2 separate regions of the Danio rerio genome follow, and region 1 is linked to region 2. The links are chromatin contacts, called in public Micro-C maps. All regions are on one chromosome and are shown on one strand. Each heading gives the region's core, a stretch centred on a gene start, on an enhancer-like site or on the middle of the called end of the contact. The rest is flanking DNA. Distances are from core to core; before and after follow the strand shown.

The links. A called contact is a pair of places that touch in the nucleus more often than the background predicts.
Region 1: a Micro-C map of caudal fin shows a contact between it and region 2, with 4 times the contacts expected there. The contact joins the promoter of ankrd37 here to the promoter of casp3a in region 2. A contact is called at or near these places in 3 of 18 Hi-C or Micro-C datasets (caudal fin, embryo and hematopoietic stem cells).

The regions. Positions count from the first base shown.
Region 1 is chr1:19,237,294-19,239,994 of GRCz12tu, reverse strand. It overlaps ankrd37 (ankyrin repeat domain 37), which reads right to left and starts at 1,316. Exons shown (of 4, transcript NM_001145614.1): 1 at 1,159-1,316; 2 at 841-993; 3 at 576-667. The coding sequence starts at 1,182.
Region 2 is chr1:19,068,577-19,071,606 of GRCz12tu, reverse strand. casp3a (caspase 3, apoptosis-related cysteine peptidase a) reads right to left here and starts at 1,363. Exons shown (of 7, transcript NM_131877.3): 1 at 1,288-1,363; 2 at 524-772. The coding sequence starts at 567.

The sequences.
Region 1 (2,701 bases), core at 67-2,566, 170 kb before region 2:
TTTGGTGCTTCACAACTTTTTATTGGTCTTTTTTTTTCTTTGAAGAATAAGATTTAAAATAAAAGTTACTTGTAAAATGTTTTTTCTATAACAATAATACAGTGAAAGTTAACTTTACTCACATCAGATTCTGATTGGTCTTAATCTTGGTCTTAATCACACTGAACTGAGCTAAACTGAACTTAAACATTAAAACCTGTATCACACTGTTCCAGTTACTATGACCATTTATGTGAAGCTGCTTTGACACAATCTACATTGTAAAAGCGCTATACAAATAAAGCTGAATTGAATTGAATTAATGCTTTTTTCCATGGGTTATTTTTATAATGATGGCATGACAGTCAAAATAGGACAAATGAGCTCATGTATAGGGTGGGTCTTCTAAACCATCCGAACACCCACTGGCTATTGGCATGTTCATTTAATTATTTTCATTTTGTACATTGATATCTTGTAAAATGTTATTTAATAAGAATTAATGTTTTATGTAAAACAAGCAACAAAAAAGTACAAATTTAACACTTTCGAACCAATGACTGAAACAGAAACACCTCTCACCCACACACACTTACTTAAACTGTGCATCCCTGGCCATCAACACACTGATGCACTCCAAACTGCCCGATCTGGCTGCTTTATGCATGGGTGTCTCTCCAGTTGCGTCCTGAAGAAAATAATCAAATGTTAATTACGATTTGGGAACAAAACGAACATGCATAGATTAAATAATTAGGATGTAGCCTATAAGCAAGAGCAGAAGCTGCTGGTAACTACCACAATATTAAGTTAAAAAAAAAAAAAAAAAAAACTGAGTCCGAATCTAGATTTTTTTTTTACCTGCTGGTTTGCATCAGCGCCTGTTTGGAGGAGCCAAAGCAAACAGAACGCCTGACCTCCGCATGCGGCGAGATGCGCTGGAGACTGTCCGGGACCATCCAAACCTCCATTCACTGCGAATCCGCTTTCAAACAAATCACTCATTCGCTCCAGCTGAATGTAGTTAAAAAAAAAAAAACACGTTCATAACTATTTTTTTTTTTGTAAGCAAAATAGATATTGTTTTGAAAGAAATCTCTTAAATATGTAAATCAGTGCATATTAAGTACTTGGTTATAAAATTCTTTGTATACCTATAATATATATAAATTGACTTACCGACTCTGTCTCAAGCAAAAACATGATCAACTGTCTGGTCAATTTCTCAAATAATAAATAGCTCCGATGACCGATGTTCGTTTAGGCTGCTCTGCTGTTGGTTCTGCAATCAAACAAGCACACATGCGTTTACAATGAAAAAAGCAGAAGCGCAGAGCCCTGTTTAGACCACGTGATTCATTGATACTAACCAATCAGGATCAAGAAGGGGCAGACGTGATCACGTGACTGTTCATCAATCCTACAGCTCGAACGCAAGCTGTGCAGTTCCACACGTAGGCACTTTGTTCATCGGTTCACACGTACTCGATACTTTGTTTTTAAAGTAGTTTTCAGAAGAGCTGTTGTTTACATTACAATTTAATTGGAACGTAAAACAACTGGTCCAACTGATCAATTTAAATAGGATTTTAGTGAAACTTTGGTCCAAGTAAATTATGTTGTTCAATAGACTCGTTCTCATCATTTATTATAATTTTATTATTGTTATATTTTTTCTATTATTTTTTATTCTTCGTAATTTAAAGAAAATGTTATATTTGCCTAAAGACACCTTTTGAAATTAGATAAACCTTTTTTCATTTCATTATTAATTTGTATTTACATTCCATTTATTTTATTTTATTTAAAATAAATAAATAGGCAAGACAAGTTTATTTATACAGCACATTTCAGAACTAATACTGTATAAAAAATTTTAGAACAAAAAATATAAGGGAAAAAAAGTGTTAAAACAGGTTTAAAATGAATTAAACAGAAGCGGTAAATAATTTTCTAGTGCACAATATACAACGTTTAGAAATGTAAACTTGCATTGTGTCAGCAACAGTTTGCTTTGTCCTTGGCTTGGTCATTTACAAGTTTAGATGTTTACAATGTTTATTGTAATGTAAAAGGGCAACATCTGAATAGGAAAAACGTTCATGTCTGGCTTTGCATGGTGTGAAAATGATGAATCTGCCATGGCATTTGTGTCAACATAAAAGAGGCTTTGAGGGAAGGTTACGTGCTGCATGCCTACAATCTAGCAGTATTGCAGCCTTTATACTGAGCTGGCAGCAGCATCATTAAACATGCACAGTGGTCACGTACTGTCTGGAATATATTGCAGACAGACAGATGGCAATGCTTTTTAAAGCCTGACATATGATATATTATTAGATTGTTGAAATCTTAGTTTATTTGCAAAAAATGTTCTGTGGACATGTGTTTACATGTTATTATGAAAACATGGTGCCTGTCAATCAATTCGACGGGCAAGAAAAACCCCACTCCTCCGTCACATTGCGGTGGGCCTCAAAATCACTTGGATTTAGATCCTATTTTAATGTCAGGACATTTTTAAAAAGAGACGTGTTGTGTTTATAGCACTCCAATATGACTGTGGACACACTATTCCTACAAACAGTTCTGTCCAAACAGCTTACAAAAGTAGATTTTCATAATAGGTGCCCTTTAATGTGATTATATATTATTTATAATTTAGTTGTAAAGAATTGAAATAAAACTAATTAAATTTGGAAGCGTCTCACAGACTTAATGA
Region 2 (3,030 bases), core at 114-2,613:
ATTTGTTTTCCAATTATGAAAGTCGATGGTTACAGGTTTCTTCAAAATATCGTCTTTTGTGTTCAACAGAAACTAATAAAGGTTTGAAACCACTTGAGGACGAGTAAATAATGAGTAAATTCTGGAAGCCTGGAAATTAAAAACGCTTTCTGATATTCAGAGGTCAATAGTTATTTGTCAGGTTTCATCTTACAGGTAATTGGCCAAAAAAGTTGCACAATATAAAGTAAAAAAAAAATTAAATGACCATAAGAAAGATGCAAGAAACTGCCAAATATCGACTTGCATAACAATGATGCACAAATCGTATGGTATTTATTCCTTTAACAATAATTATTGTATGTGGATAAAACATAATAAACAATAAACAATAATAAATTCTATTGTTAGAATAAACAACAAGAAATCAGTCTCTATTTCACTACTAAGGTGAAAAAAAAGGAGTGTAGGGAATTAAATACTGTTTTTGAACTGTCAATCACATGTGAAACCTGCATAGCAACAATCGTCAAGCTCATCTTACTCTGTTGTATCCACACGCTTTGCGTCCACACAGTCTCCGTTCATCTCCAACCGCTTAACGAGCCCTTTTAAACAGTAAACAGGTTTCTTCTCCTCCTGAAAGCTGTTATATGTGTAACTGTGGGTGTTTAAGGTGTTATAACAGCTCTTAAAAAGAGTAGTCTCCGTATCCGCATGTCCGATGTGTATTCTTTGTTTGTTGACTGGCACCACCAGCCAATGAGAAGCTGCAGACGTCACCCTTCAACAGCTGTGCAAAAAAAACATCAACCTGAAATAAGATTTGGGTGTGGACATTTATTCAAATAAAATGCTGTGTGTGCAAATATAACTCCTGGCAAACCGAAAGATTTCTTACAGCTGTAGATTATTATTAACATAATGACTGTGTGTCAAAACCTACTGAGCTGTCTTCTTAGTCAGCACACTTCAAACAGAAAGATCCACAAGGAGCTTATTTACGTGTGGAGGTTTTAAGACAGTCATAGTAATGAAGGTCAAGTTCCACTCGTCTTGCTAATGTACGATTAAACTTTATGAATACTACATTTCAGCAAATAACGTTAATAACCGTCTAAGAATTTAACTATTCTAGTGCACACGTGAATGTAGAGTCTATATTTGATACGGAAGAATAAACTATCGACCAGTGAGCATGGCGTTTCTTTGTCTGCTTTTGAGAGTTTACGCGGATAACAAGGGGACACCAACAAAACCATCTCAAACTGAAAAGTCACGAGAAGAAAGAATGTAGAAGACGCTTACCGAGAACCGAAAATATCCGCTTGTTAGTTAGCACCTTATTATGTGCAAGATTCCGATGACAAAGCGGTTCCTCAGCAGCGTCCAGGAAGTGTATGCGGGCGATATGGCAAGTAACAACACTAACGTTACCTCAAAAACATAATGATACAATATCGCCATCTAGTGACTTATTTTCACACACACGTTCTGCCCCATAAATAGAAGTTTCAGACACAGCCAGCTCTGTAAAACGTCTGCTTGCTCCACGTTTAAACACAGGAAAGAATGCTTCATGGAAGAAACTTGTCAAGCCATGTTCACACCAAAAAAGTAAATATATAAAATAAAATTTAAAATATATGTTCACCGCAAAACAGGAATGGATATATATATATATATATATATATATATATATATATATATATATATATATATATATATATATATATATATATATATATATATATATATATATATATATAATCACACACACACACACACATTTATAATATATAATATTGTTTCATCTGGAGAAAGTCTGATTTGTTTGATTTTGGCTTTAATAAAAGCATTTTTGTATTTTTCAAAAACAATTTTAGGGTCGAAAATATTAGGCCCTTTAAGCTTTTTTTTTTTTTTGATAGTCTACAGATCAAACCATCGATATACAATAACTTGCCTAATTAATCTAACCTGCCTACTTAAAAGTTGGCAGTTCATTCCGTTGTGGCAACTCCAGACTAATAAAAGGACTAAGCCGTAAAAAAGCCGTATATATATATATATATATATATATATATATATATATATATATATATATATATATATATATATATATTCATATATTTAGATAGCTAAAAACTGTTACTGCTAGTAGAATTCTTAGTGGTAAACTAAAACAAAAAATTGTGAATATGGGCTCATGGGTTTACTCAAAGTTGCTCCTAGAAAAGTTTTTACCAAGATTTGTTCACTAATCACCAATTTTAAGAGCATTATTGAGAAGTTTTATACATTGGGGCCCAGATCTAAATCTATTAGCATCTTTTTGTTTGAACAGTAGAATATTTTTTTTGTTGATTTATGGATGTGCAGCAAACAATATGAATCTAATATTCTAAAGAATGTTTCCAGCACCATGTTAAATCTATGCCACAATTAAGTGCTCAAAAACTGTGAAAGAATCATTTATTCTCAGATGTCAAGTATTCAAAAACAACTGCAATCTAATCATTTCCTCTTCATAATGATGCTGTTACAGTCAGCCACACACTAAAATAAACTCTGACTAAGGGTCTCATTAGATCATTCAGACTATTGTTCCTGTTTTATTTTGTGTCAGTTGCCTTCCCAGCAAACAATTTTGTGTTTAAAAGACGACTAACAGACATCTAAACGTAGACAGCTTGGCTAACACAAGGCTAAACTTGAGCTGTCAGTGAAAATCTAATAGACAAAATAGTCCAAAACTATAGTCCTAAACTGTAAAGAAAATACTTTACCGACATTTACCATAAAATAATGGACGTTTGAATTACAGACATTTACCATAACATAACAGATGTTAAACTACACATATTTACCGTAAAATAATGGCTGTTACATTGCAGACATTTACTGTAAAATAACGGTCATTAAATTATACAGACATTTGCCGTAAAATAACAGATAGTAAATTACAGAAATTTACCAGAAACTAAAATTTTAGTTAAAGTCTGCAATTTAACAGCCGCTGTTTTGTTACTTAACGGCCATTGTTTTACG